Regions from separate parts of the Sus scrofa genome. Here region 1 is linked to region 2. The links are chromatin contacts, called in public HiChIP or PLAC-seq maps. All regions are on one chromosome and are shown on one strand. Each heading gives the region's core, a stretch centred on a gene start, on an enhancer-like site or on the middle of the called end of the contact. The rest is flanking DNA. Distances are from core to core; before and after follow the strand shown.

The links. HiChIP or PLAC-seq counts read pairs in DNA pulled down with a chosen protein or histone mark.
Region 1: a contact with region 2 is called in an H3K27ac HiChIP or PLAC-seq map of alveolar macrophages. The contact joins two enhancer-like sites. A contact is called at or near these places in 2 of 2 datasets of contacts at active chromatin or transcription factors (alveolar macrophages and skeletal muscle).

Annotation. Positions count from the first base shown.
Region 1 is chr6:77,620,874-77,627,921 of Sscrofa11.1, reverse strand. It overlaps UBR4 (E3 ubiquitin-protein ligase UBR4), which reads left to right. Exons shown (of 108, transcript XM_021095464.1): 61 at 930-1,026; 62 at 1,695-1,802; 63 at 2,241-2,357; 64 at 3,291-3,500; 65 at 4,780-4,929; 66 at 6,109-6,336. Among named protein-coding and RNA genes, the nearest start is that of UBR4, 84 kb to the left of the region's middle. Within about 2 kb of position 3,236, at least 6 of the 83 cell types and tissues checked have an H3K27ac peak or open chromatin away from gene starts, as enhancers often do. A contact at or near this core is called in alveolar macrophages, where this site is marked.
Region 2 is chr6:77,422,745-77,429,113 of Sscrofa11.1, reverse strand. All of the region lies in intron 1 of IFFO2 (intermediate filament family orphan 2), which reads left to right. Among named protein-coding and RNA genes, the nearest start is that of ALDH4A1, 22 kb to the right of the region's middle. Within about 2 kb of position 1,528, at least 42 of the 83 cell types and tissues checked have an H3K27ac peak or open chromatin away from gene starts, as enhancers often do. A contact at or near this core is called in alveolar macrophages, where this site is marked.

The DNA of each region.
Region 1 (7,048 bases), core at 1,987-4,486, 200 kb before region 2:
CTCAAGATTCTATTTTCACCCAGAATTTTATTATTTTGAAAATATTCTAGATACCCACTAGGATATATAATACATGGAAATCAAACTTAAAAAAATGCATAGGCATATGGTTTCTTGCACACAGCTGGTAAAGTAAAATGAAGCAAAAGCAGTTTATTAATTATAAGAATGAATCCATTAATTGGTTCAGCAAATGGATTGTTAATCTGTGTTAGATGAGAGTGCCAACCAACTTGTTGACAAGACCCTAGCTACTTAATTTGCATAGTGGTTCTCTTGAATGAGCATATTCATTCACAATCCAGAGGCACACATTTGCTACGAAGTCCAGGTGTATGTCTGCAGATGCAGAAGGCAAGGTAGTAGCCAACTGTGTATATGGGAGAACTCATGGTTCTAGTATGGATGTTGAAGTTGAATTTTACACTAGCAAAGCCGATAGAAAAGGTGTGAGAGGGTGAAGCAGTGACCGGTCTTCCTGAGGATTGGGAAACAAGAAGAAAGGGCTGGGGCACCATGCAGCTGGATGATATAAAATTTGTAGATGGAAGAATTCCAGAAAATAATGCCCAGAGGAGGCAGAATAGGGCCATGTGTCAGGAAAAGCCGTAGAGCTTACTATGGAAGGTTTGATTTTATTACTGAGAACAACTGGGACCGGATTGCTTGAGAAATATTTTAAGTTTCCTCTAATAAGTTTTCAGGGCCATCAGTTATATCTTGGAATAGTTTTGCTCCCCTTCAGCAGAGAGAGATTTTTCCTTCCATTTCCTACCTCCAAAGGCATTTCTCACATTTTTTTAAATGCTAGGATTATTCCTAAGAAGTAGGTTCCTTATTTAACCTTGATGGCAGGAGGAAAGAACTATGTTCAGCTGGTTAGTGTTCGTGTATTAGCTCAAGTTTCACATGTTTCCCTTGGCCTTCAGGCTGCACATGGTCCGTCTGATGCTGCTGGAGAGACTACTGCAAACCTTGCCCCAGTTACGAAATGTTGGAGGTGTCCGGGCCATCCCATACATGCAGGTATCCCTCGGTTCACCTGGGTCTATCTCATCATAGTTGGACCATCCTTTGGCATGATCAGAGCTCTCCTCCAGGGGCTCTGTAAAGCCTTGTTTGGTATTAGGTTATAGAATAATGACATGTAATTTTGAATTGCAAGTAACAGCCCTGCATTTTGTAGATGAGAAGCCCAAGGATCAGAGAAATAAAATAAACAGTGTCAGTCTGCAGCCGTCCAGCTAGTTATTGACAGAGCCAGGAACAAAAGTCAGCATCAGAGATTCTTAGTATATAATAACTCCCTGTTAATATTGGTGTTAGAGTGTGGTCTGGAGGCTATGCTCCCACTAGTTGCCTTTCTCTTAGGCAAAATTGTTCTTTATTTAGCACAGCACAGTGCTGTATCTTAAGCCACTTTTGTTGGATATAAGATGTAGGTTAGTTAGTTTTGCAGACTTTTTGCAGAACATTTTCTGTGATGCCAAGGGTGGCATCTACCAAAACTGGGCTCTTCTGCCTCTGGACACTTCAACTTTGATTACCTTGAAACTTAGAACCTTTTCGTGGATTTAGTTACATGATTGACAGAGAAGTCAGGAAACCCAAGGGGTCTTTGGAAACCTCTTTGTTTAGTGTTGTTGCTCTTCGGGGAACTGGCTTTCATGTTTTATCTCTCTGTTGACTTCCAGGTCATTCTGATGCTTACTACAGATCTGGATGGGGAAGATGAGAAGGACAAGGGTGCCCTGGACAACCTGCTGTCCCAGCTTATTGCTGAACTGGGCATGGATAAGAAGGTGAAATTTGAGTCACACTGTGTGATAAGCAGGGATTGGCGAGACAAGTTTTCAGTTTTTCATTCCTCTTTTAAAGAAGCTTCACCTAGTTTCAGGGGGTGACCCTGAGGACTGCAGTCTTATTGATTCGTCAAAGATGTTTTGGTGCCTACTTTGGCCCAGACATACTTTTGGATCTGGCTGTGCATGCGTCCCTGTCCTCATGGACCTTTTGTAGCTGTTCAAGGTGTAAACAGCAAATTGGTTGTTTGTCTCTTACCATGGCTTCCTGGCTGTGTCAGGCTCTGGATCATCCAGGGACGCTGGGGCCTGCTTAGTCTCTGATTCCATGGGAGGAATAGTTAGCATCAGTGGGCACAGGGTGGCAAGGGGTCTTGTTGAGAGGATCCCTCAAGGCTGGAGTCAGTGTGGTCTTCTGGGCTCCGCCTCCGCCTGCAGGATGTCTCCAGAAAGAACGAGCGCAGCGCCCTGAACGAGGTCCACCTGGTGGTGATGAGGCTCCTGAGTGTCTTCATGTCCAGGACCAAGTCCGGATCCAAATCTTCCATATGTGAGGTATTTAGCCTTGAGCTCATGTCTGATGGGTGCTAGGACGAGGGGCAGAGGGGATAGCCCTCTGTTAGAGCAAGGCCGTTGTCGCTCGGGAGGAGTAAGATTCTAAGCTGTCACCCACCTCTTCAGGAGCAGAGCCTCCACCTCTTTCAGAATCCCTTCCAAGCTCTGATCTTTTCCAACAATCCCTCCATTGGAGGGGTTAAAGGGTTTGGAAGTTCCATTATTGAAAAGCAGGGACTGTTCTGCAAGGCGCAGAATGGCTAAGAGGATTCCCCTCTGTGCGTCGCTATAAGGTATGGTAATAACGCAGAGAAAAAGCAGCGCGTGCGGGGTGGAAAGGAGATTAACACAGAGCAGGGAAGGTAGAAATGGAGGCTGAACTGCGTCCCATCCTAATGAGCTTACGAGCCGTGGGGTTTGCTGGGATTTGCAAGGCTCTCCTAATGGTTTTATTTACAGTAGCTTTTCTCCTACTTTTTTATTCATGTGATCCCCACCCCATCTCCTGTGGAAGCTGTGGGAAGAGCCCCTACTTGGAGAGTGGGGTTGCTGAGAAGGGCCTATAGGGGAAAGTTTTCTCTCTTCTTGAAAGAAATGGGCTTCTTTCCTAGTTGCCCATGGGAAAAGAAAAAACCTCTTCCCTCCAGGTGGAAAGGTTATCAACTCCTTGCCTCCCTGGCTTCTGGCACGTATGAGTAGGGAGATTAGAGTTGAGAACTAGTGTTTCTTTGTTCTCCGTTACCATGCTGTTGTTCCAAAGAGTTGGGGAAATGTTTGAGCTGGTTGGGAAACTTCTCTAACTCAAGAGACTGACTCACTCACTCCCATGACCATGCGCATTCTCAGACTCCTGTGAGCGGGTCTCCTACCCCCACAGCTGGATGACACACAGCTTTTACAGGCCATTCTCAGCTTCTCCCTCTTTCTCCCCAGTCGTCTTCCCTCATCTCCAGTGCCACGGCAGCAGCCCTGCTGAGCTCAGGGGCTGTGGACTACTGCCTGCACGTGCTCAAGTCCCTGCTGGAGTATTGGAAGAGCCAGCAGAATGATGAGGAGCCCGTGGCTACCAGCCAGTTGCTAAAACCGCACACTACGTCATCCCCACCCGACATGAGCCCGTTCTTCCTCCGCCAGTACGTGAAGGTGAGGCCCTTCCCCGACAGTGGCCCACTCCTGTCCCTCAGCCAGAGAACTGTCACTCTCCTCTTCACCCTCTGTGAGTAGTGTAGATGGAGCCACGAATGTCACGTACTCCCCCTGCTGTCGTGAGGCCCTGTATCAGGCTAGTTGAGAAGATGGGCTTTCTGGTCAGGTGAGTCTGGGAACAGGTCTCAGGGAACAGATGTTGCCACCTACCAGCCGTGAAGCTTGGAGAAGTTTTGTCTGACCTCAGTAAGCCTCAGTGTGTACACCTGGAAAATGAGGCTGCACATGAATCTGCTTTATAGACTTGTTGTAAGCACTGAACGAGGTGATGCTTGTGAAGTACAGTGCCTGGCACATGCCAGTGTGGCTCATAAATGTTAATTACTACCATTTCTGTCCCACTTGAGTCCCTGTAGTGGAGTAGCGTGGCCTGGGCTGGCTCTTATTCCATAATCAGTTTTGAGTAGTGTGGGAATGTAAGGGGATAAAATGCAAATCTGGTCATGTCCTTCTCTTTTCTATAACCTTTTGCGAGTTTTCTATTATAACTTTTAGGTCAAAAACTTCTTTGTGGATCCACCTGTCTACTTAACTCTTGTTTCCTCACCTGCAGCACCCTGCATGCAGCCCTGCTGATCTCTGCGTTTCTCCTCATGTGGCTGTTACCTTCGTAGATGCTGTCCCTTCTGAAGTTCTTTCCTCTCCTCTGCATCCCATCTTTTCCCCAGCTCGTTATTCCTTGTCTTTCCTCAGGACCCAGTTCAGGCATTGGCTCCTTCCCCAACGCACACTTCCCTGCTGTCCAGTCTGGTCCAGGTAGCCTTTCCCTGGTCCCTGGGCTTGCGTGGAGTCCTTCCGTCCAGACTATCAGCAAAGACCATATGTTATTCCTCTCAACCCCCAGTTCGATGACACAGAAAGTCAGAAATCCTTCTCCACTACTATGTGTTCTCTTTTTTCCCTAATCTAATTTTTATGTAAGCAGAGTAAAAATCAATCCAGTGTCAAAAACCAGAGTGAAATGTGAGAACTTTAAAGAGCAGTGAGATCTGCTTCCACCATAACCTTTGCCTGTAATGAAATTGCCCCAGGAGCCGGGGGCCTTTGGGGGGTGTGTAAACTAAACTGTCAGTCCGTGATGGCTCCAGTTTTGAAAGGCACCACTTACCATCTCCAGCATAAGTGGTACCTAGTCGGCAGTAAGCTGGCCTCTTTTCTAACTCTGGCCACGGAAGCTTGTCAGTCACAGGTTTTTACACGAGTGTTCTTCTCCCAGGGCCACGCTGCTGATGTGTTTGAGGCCTACACTCAGCTCCTAACGGAGATGGTCCTGAGGCTGCCCTACCAAATCAAGAAGATCGCCGACACCAATTCTCGAATCCCACCTCCCGTTTTTGATCATTCGTGGTTTTACTTTCTCTCAGAGGTAAGTGAAGGTGCCAGTCGAGCAGAGGATCCGCCAGCTGTGACTGCCTTTGTGGCCGCCTTGTGCCCTGACCCTCGTGCGGTATTTCCCCAGCAGAGTCCCCCCACCATTTAGGTCTCGCCCTTCCGGAGAGTAGTGAGACCGTGGAAGATGGCCATCAAAGCAGGCCGTCCACTCTCGTCTCTGCTTCCGTACATTTAACTTCGCCCACACGTGGTCATAACGGACAAGTTTAGCAGTCCGGACTCTGTCTGGAAAACGGAAAAGTGTCCTAGTTAAAGTAACTGGGAGGTTTTAATATAGAGAATGGGTTAAACAGCTGTTGAAGAACCAAAAAGATAACAAGGGAATGTTGAGGTGACGCAGAGATAGTCACCGCAAGAAGCAGCTGCCAGCAGCCCCACGAATGGGGAGGAGAGGCCTGGGGGATCTGAGGAGGGGCTGCTGCAGCACCACCCCGAGGTCTCAGGGGCTGCAGGGTGCTTGGTTCTGCAGGTGTGAAAGGAGCTGATGGACAGGACCCCGTGCGCCGGGTTTGTCCTTGACTGAAGAAATGCTGGAGGCCGCCAGGGTGAAGGGCTGCTAGGACGGCAGGCAAACAGGGAGGAGCGAGTCCCTTTTCCTCTGGCCTTCTGGCGTCCCTCCCATGCTCCCGTTGGCAGACCCTCAGGGAACCCACTGCAGAGCAGCAGTTCATTTAGCGTAGCTCTGGACTGGACATCCCAGAACAGGGTGGGTTTGGAACTGAGAGAAGACAGTCTAATAACTCACACAGCAAGTGTGAGGTTAATGTTAGCAAACCCCAGATGACCTCTTCATGTTGTGGAGCTTCTGCCCACCTCTTTGACCTGGACCGGGGATTCTGAATCTCTTTCCCACAGAGTTTCACTCTGAGTGCGCCAGAGTGGAGGCCAGCTTCCCTGTAGATCCCTCAGTTCTTCACAGGGGTAGCAGGAATACCGCTCTTTCCCCCTTTTGGACATTTGTCTTTCTATGCCTTTCTTCTTGTCCCTCTAAGGGTTACTGAAGCTCACCAGGAGGTAGCCTGACTGTGAGGACATAGCTTGGTTTGTGTTCCTCACCAGTTTTTAATAATAGTTCATGAAAACCCAGAGGGCCACGGCTTGTGCATGTACAGTTCCAGAGTCATTGACACTTTGTGCTCTTTCTCCCTTCAAGTACCTGATGATCCAGCAAACCCCGTTTGTGCGCCGGCAAGTCCGCAAACTTCTGCTTTTCATCTGTGGGTCAAAGGAGAAGTACCGCCAGCTCCGGGATTTGCACACCCTGGACTCCCATGTGCGTGGGATCAAGAAGCTGCTGGAGGAGCAGGGGATATTCCTCCGGGCGAGCGTGGTCACGGCCAGCTCAGGCTCCGCCTTGCAGTATGACACGCTTATCAGCCTGGTACGGCCGGTGAGGGGCAGTCGGACAGGGAGAGGGTGTGTGCTGGGGCTCAACAAAGTAGGTAACAGGATGGAGCAGCACCCTCAGGGCTTGTCAGCGCTTAGAGAACATCTGGCCAGGGCCGAGGTCAGGGTCAGCCTGTGGTACCCGGCAGGGTGCTGTGCCGTGTGAACTTGCCTTCAGGGTCCAGGATCTCCCCTCTCTGATCCCGCCCCTGCCTGGCAGTGGTTCTTCCATTATGAGGAGCGGTGCTTGGGCTTCTTCCCAGTGTCATTTGCTCACATTACAGATGGGATCAACCTGAGATTTGTGCACCTCTCATTTTTGTCCTAAAATTATTTATCACCACCCGAGATAAATTGTTTGACTTTGGGGAGTGAATCGAATATATTGCATAAGAACATCTAGAAAGAACATCTTCGGGAGTTTCCATTGTGGCTCAGCGGAAATGAATCTGATTAGTATCCATGAAGATGCAGGTTCAGTCCCTGGCCTCCATCTGTGGGTTAAGGATCTAGTGTTTCCATGAGCTGTGGTGTGGGTCGCAGACACGGCTCAGATCCCGAGTTGCTGTGGCTGTGGCATAGGCCAGCGGCTATAGCTGCAATTTGACCCCTAGCCTGGGAACCTTTCTGTGCCAAGGGCACGGCCCTAAAAAGACAAAAAAAAAAAAAAAGAAAAAAACGAACGAACATCAACTCCTAATCCAGAG
Region 2 (6,369 bases), core at 279-2,778:
GGGTAGGATGGTGAGGGCGCGGGGGGCGGGGGAGGCCGTGCTGGGAGGTACCCGTGAGAGCGGGGCTTGCTGGGATGGGGGCGCCTCTCCGCTCACAGGCTGGGGGTTTCGGCCCTCCTTTTACTGGAGAGAGAAGATCCTTAGCGCAAACCAGATACGAGGAGGAAGTCAAAAGAGGAGAGACTCCACGTGTTTCAGCACTGGCTGCTGGGGGCGGGGGGGGGGGGGGGGGGGTGGCTCTCGCTCGCGGTGCATTCCTGGCCCCGCCCCCACTCCCACTGCCCTTTTGGTTCCTCTGTGATTTTTTCTGCCACAACCGTGAATTGTTATAGTCTTAGACAAGCAGGGTAGTGTGGAATGAGGAAGCTGATCCAGTTGTGATTTTTTTTGAGCTGTTGGGAGCTGTGCAGAAGCTAAGGGGTGAGTGCCAGCCCTGATCTTCTGCCCACTGTGTTACCCGTGGGCTTCTGTGAAACTGCGTTGGAAGGAGGGTCCCTCTGGTCTGCTTTGTGCCAGCAGTCTCCTTCTCCAGCTCGGATGTCAGTCTAGAGAAGGACCTGCCAGTCAGGGCAGTGAGGCTAGGGCAGGGCACATCCACCCCCACCCCACCCTGCAGCGGTCCCCTCCCCTGGCAGCCTGTACCTGGCTGTGCTGCAGTGGGTGAGCTCCCCATGCCAGGGGAGCAATTGCCCTCCACCCTTCTGCCCTCCGCCCGAGGCAGGGCCCACGCTTGGCCCAGAATGAAGTTTTCCACTGACGGCTCTGCACTCCAGCCTCCCCTGAGCTTTTGCTTCCCATCACCTGAGTGAGTTGGCCTGGGTGTGCCGGCAGCCCGCCTCCCCTTGAAAGGTGTGGACCATTCCTGGGGCGTCCTCCCAGCTCTCTGAGGTCTGGCCACTGGAGCCAGCCGTGGGATTCTCCAGATCAGATTGAGCCGTGGAGTGTCGGGGTGGGACTAGGTGTTCTCGATCACACTGCACCACCTCAGGTACCTCTCCCAACCACCCTCTAAAGGGGTGGGGTGCTTCCCATCGCACAGATGAGGCCACTGAGCCCCAGAGAGGGTGGCTGACTTGCCCAGAGTCATACAGCTGGGAAGTGGCAGGGGCAGGATTCCAACCTAGTTTCTTGCTACCCAGGAGTCTCTAGGACTTTCTCCCCAGAAGCCCCAGGGCTGTCCCAGGAGACTAAATTGTTTCACTGGGGCTGCACCCCGTTTCCCCTAGAGCTGGAGCCCCGGAGCCTCTTTCCGTGACTGCACAGGAAGTGAAAAATCTCTGAGTCAGTCCCTCTGCCAGTGACTTCAGCTTGGCTTTCCGCTGCTCAGCGGGCCAGGCTTTGTGGCCCCTTTCCTGCGGGTCCATGTGTCATCCTGAGCTGATGGGGGAGGGGAGAGACTGGCCCCGCGAGTTGACTGGGGGTGGGGGCTGCTGTTGAAGCTGCCATCCCCTCCCCCCAGTGGCCGGCGGAGACTTCTCGTCCATCACGTGGTCCAGCGGTGGCTCTTCAGGAATGTGGGGAGACCACATCTGGCTGAGGCGGGGCGGCCCCCTCCTTCCCCATCCCAGCCTCTTCCTCACACGTGCGCTCCATCTGCTAAGATGGTGGCCGAGCCCCGAGAGATGCGGTGTCCTTTCCTCTCCCCGCCCGCACTGTCCTGACGGCCCTGCCTCCCCTCCACAGCCGGCAGGGCTGTGGGAAGGTCTCTCCTTCCTCCTGCCCACTTCCTGCCCAGGCTGGCCCTCTGCCTGGCCTGACCTCTCCTGGGGGAGGCCCCAGAGCCCCCAGGCTGGGGCCCAGCAGACTGAGAATGTTCCAGGCTCAGGCACCCTGGCTGGGGAGGGGACAGGCAGGGGAGCGAGGCGTGATCGTCACTTGGGTTATTCATTTATTCATCAAATCCATTCAGCAACTGTCCGACTCCTTACCATGTGCAGTGAGCATAGTCGTAATTATAACTAGTCTTAATTATAACTAGTTCTCTGGCTGCTGGAGGGGCCAGACCCCCAGCTTTAGACCTGACCCCTTTTCTCACCTTGAACACACGTCTGCTCCATGGTTCCTCTACGCTCCAACAGGGTGCCCGAGACCTCCTAAGATGAGTGCTGGAGAGCCTGGCTGTGCTGCCTGCCTATACATCCACGTTCCCGACCAGTGGGCTCCACACTCTGTGCCCCTGCTTGTCCTTTGCCCTCCTGGACTGCCCTTGCCCTTGTCCAGCACGGCCGTGTTGTGGATCAGGCCCACGGGGTTTGGACACTGGTCAGCAGAGAGACAGTGGTGATTGAGTCGCAGGGGGCAGTAGGCTGGGCCGGGCCAGAAGCTGGGCCCTGAGACCTAGTCCAACCAGAGCCGGCCTGTGGCTGTGGGCTGGTCACCTGCCCATCAGACAGTGTCCCTGGGATGTGTTGGGCTCACATACTCCATCTCATTACAGATGGAGAGATCCAGGCTCTGGGTGATGGCGACAGATCAGAGGCAAACCCCGGGTTTGGACTCATGTCCTTCGGCCTCACTCCTCACGAGTGTTGGCTTGGGCCAGGGGAGGGGAGGGCATGGAGCTGTCCACTCCCAGGTGACCCTGCACCTCAGTTTCCTTATCTGAACCCTCAAAGGCGTGGTCTAGGTGAACCTTGGTCTCTTTCAGCCTTTGCCTCTGAAGATTCTCTGAGAGTCTCTTGTTTCTGTAAAATGGAAACAACCCCTACTTGCTGGCTGTGTGATGTGGGGTGAGGTGCTCATGCTTGTGGACTTCAGCTTCTTTATCAATGACGTGGAGATAATCATAACCTAACCTCGAGGTTACTGCAAGACCAAAATGAGGCTCTACCTGTGAAGCACCTGAGAATGGTGCCTGGCATGTCATAAGCACTCATTCTGGGTTGACTCTCTGAGCACACCACTACCACCATTATCATCACCACCACCATCACTATCCCTATCACCATCACCACCACCACCATCATCACCATTACCACCACCATCATCACCACCACCACCACCATCCCTATCATCATCATCATCATTGTCACCATCATCACCACCATCATCATTGTCACCATCATCACCACCATCACCACCACCACCGCCATCATTATCATCCTTACCATCATCACCACCACCACCACCACCACCATCACCATCGTCACTGCCACCATCATCCATTCTGCCTGCAGAGGCTGGCATGAGCATCTGTAGACTAAGAGCACTTTGAGGAGCTGGCACGGGTCCGAGGCTATTGTCAAAGGATGTCTGCAGGTAGGGGGAGAGCGAGAGCATTCTGAGGGTGAGGTGCTGGGGCGAGAGAAGTCTCTGTGGTGTGGTTGGGGCCGTGAGCAGCTTGGTTTGGGGCCTGAGCGCTTTGGAGGTGGAGAAGATGGAGCACGGCCCATCCATCACGGTTCCTGGCATTGTGGGCTGGCGTTTTGGGTGAGAGCCATGCTTGAGGAGATGCCCCAGCCAGGCCGCCTGGGGACGGTGGCCCCCCGAGCCCTGCTGCCTCAAGCCTGAGCCCGGGGAGGGAAAACAATGAAGTGGCTGCTGAGGCTTGGGGACGAGGACATTGGAAACAAGCCTGGGAGAATGGATAGAGTTGAGGAGGCTGAGGAGGAGGGAGCGAAAGGGGCATCACGTTACCTCTGATGGTCTGTTTCCTCATCTGCAAAATGGGGACCATTTTTAGAGGAGGATTAAGTGACATTTTATATTTTACAAACATATGAAGACCCAGCGTGGTGAACACTACCTAGGAGGTGACCAGTGACCCTCCCTCTCTCCTCTCCCTTCAAGAGAATAGAATTTGGAAGTTTTATGAGCTGGTGGATCAGGGTGGGCAAGCGTGGGGCTAAGGGCTTCAGGCCATCTTGGCCTTGGCTGGAGTTGTCTGCGTGCACCGAGTCTTCATTTTCCCACCCGTGAAATGGGGAGGCAATTTCTCTCCAGCTTCAGAGCCCACTGTGTGAGCTCCCTTGCCCAGGAGTGGGCTGGACATAAAAGTCAGGACGGCAAAGGTTAAAGAACATGACATCCACCAACCCCAACCCATCGTAGGTGTGTCCCCTTTCGGTGGCAACTGGCCATCCCCTGGCCTTCCTGTTGGCCCATCTTTGCTTATGTGGGTCCTGCTGCCTGAGACACCCGTCCTGCAGAAACCTTACTCCCATGGGCAGATCCAGGTCAGGGGACAAGACAAGGCCTGGGAAGCAGTTTTGGAATGTTGGAGCCCACAACTTGGTGGACCAGTTTGTGGTTAAGCTGCAGGCACCCTCCCCCTGGGCTGAGTTGCAGTGAATGCAGAGCATCTGGGGTGCCTTCAGAAACATGGCCCATCCATCGGTTCATCCCAGTCAGCCGGTGCAGCTGAAGGGCAAAGCTTTTCTGCACTGTCAACCTCAGAGCCAGCAAAGCCAAGCTTTCCCGTCGCGGCTGGGAGGGGACGTCAGTACGAGCAACGGGTTTCGTCTGTCAAGCCAGCTGCTATCAATACACTGGGGTCCTTCCTCGGTCTCCTGGGGGCAGGTGCACCAGCTGCCCACCCATCCAGCTCTGGAAATTGCAGGCCCGTGAAATCGTTTGTGCAAGCTCATCTGCTGGGGTGCAGCTCAGCCAGGCGAGGGGGCTGCCACAGTGCCTTCTGCAGGGCAGCTAGCTAGAAGTGAGCCCCATCCCAGGCCTGCGGGATCTGGGTCTCTGTGAGAGCGAGATACCTCAGAGGTTCCCATGCACATCTCAGTGGGAACCTGGTTGCTTTAGAGCACGAGCTAGGCTTCAGTCCCATCCCTGCTTGCTTGCTCTGTGACCTTAGATAGTTACCTCACCTCTCTGAACCTCAGGTCTCTCATCGGCAAAATGGGTTTGGGGGAAAATTCTTTACTTGAGAAGGTTAATCATTCACACAGAAGCTGCTATGATGTGTATGAAGCACCGAGCCAGTGCTCGGGACCCAGACCGTGCTCACCACTCAGTAGCCACTGCCATGGCAGCTGAAGTGTCCAGACCACCAAAGCCATGGCTTTAGTTCCACTCTAGGTTGACTTGGGACAAGTTGTTTTCCTTTGCTGGGCCTCATTTTGCCTGTCTGTTCAATGGGTCTATTGACCCCTGCCCTACCTTCCTCATGAGAAGGTGGCTTAAAGGAAAAATGAGCAGGGGGGAGGCAGGGCCTCCTTCCCAAGAGCCTGTCTGGGAAATGGGAGTGCATGGGGGTGACGTGCCCCTGGGTGCCTGCGCCTCACCCTTCTTGGCTCCCCTCCTCTGCTGCCCCTGCTGCTGCTGCTGCTGCTGTAAGACGCAGTATCGAGGCTGGCCTCAGGAGCCAGGCTGCGGCCACTGCCACACCAGGCGCTCCCTTGTCCCTGCTCTGCTCAGGGGCTTTGGAACCAAGTTCCCTGCCCCCGCCAGGATGGCACGGCCAGGAGAAATGATTCAGCTCGGGACTTGTGTTCCCGAGGGAAGCTCCAGGTGCCCCTGGCTGCGGGAGGAGGTGAGGGTGGCCCATGAATGTCTCCCCACCTGGACTTCCTGTTCCCATGGTGGACCTGGGCCTGGACTGCCGCCTCTGTGCCGCCATCCTGAGTGACCTTGGCCAAATTCTTTGTGTGCCCTGGGCCTCAGTTTCCCTATTTGTACAAGGAGGGTATTCAGGGAGATGCTCCTGCCTACGTTAGACCTTTAGCTTCTCTTGCTGCCGCTTTAGCTTCCTCCATGCCCCTCAGCCCCGCCAGGACCCCTGCCCCAGCCCCGCTGCCACTGGGTTCTGAACTCTGCAGTCCAGGGCAGATCTCAGCCTGGCTGCTGCCACGGGGCGGAGGGGGGCTGGTAAGGACCAAAGGGGATGGGGGAGGGGGTGCATGCGTGTCCTCTGGGAGCCCTGGCCAGGGCCATCGTGTCTTGTGTGGGAAAGAGGAGGAATTTTCCTCTGTGTGTGCAAACAGTATCCGTTTTCTCTTGTTTCCAAAGGCCGGTGACGTAACCCACTCTTCATCCATCCCTCCCCTCTGGCCTATTTTTAGCTGGCCCCGACAGCATCCTAAAAGGCTTCCAGACCTGCCTGCTCTGAGGCCATGTAGGGAGGCAGCTGTGGGGTGAGGAAAGAGAAGCTCCTGGTCTGCCCGTCTCAGGATGGAGGCGGAGAAGGACCTGCCCTCTGGGGAGCAAGGGGGATCTGTGTGGGGAGCGGGATGGGGCTCTGATGCGTCCCGGGTCTACAGGGAGCCTGGCAGGGTGACGCACTCAATCTGGAGCCTGGTTTGCGTCTGAGCCTCACCTGTCCTCACTCTGACCTTGGGCACCTGACTCTGCCTTGTTTTCCTCGCCCGTAATGTGGGGATCCTGGTGGCACCTACATTAGAGGTTGTTGTGAGGATTGAA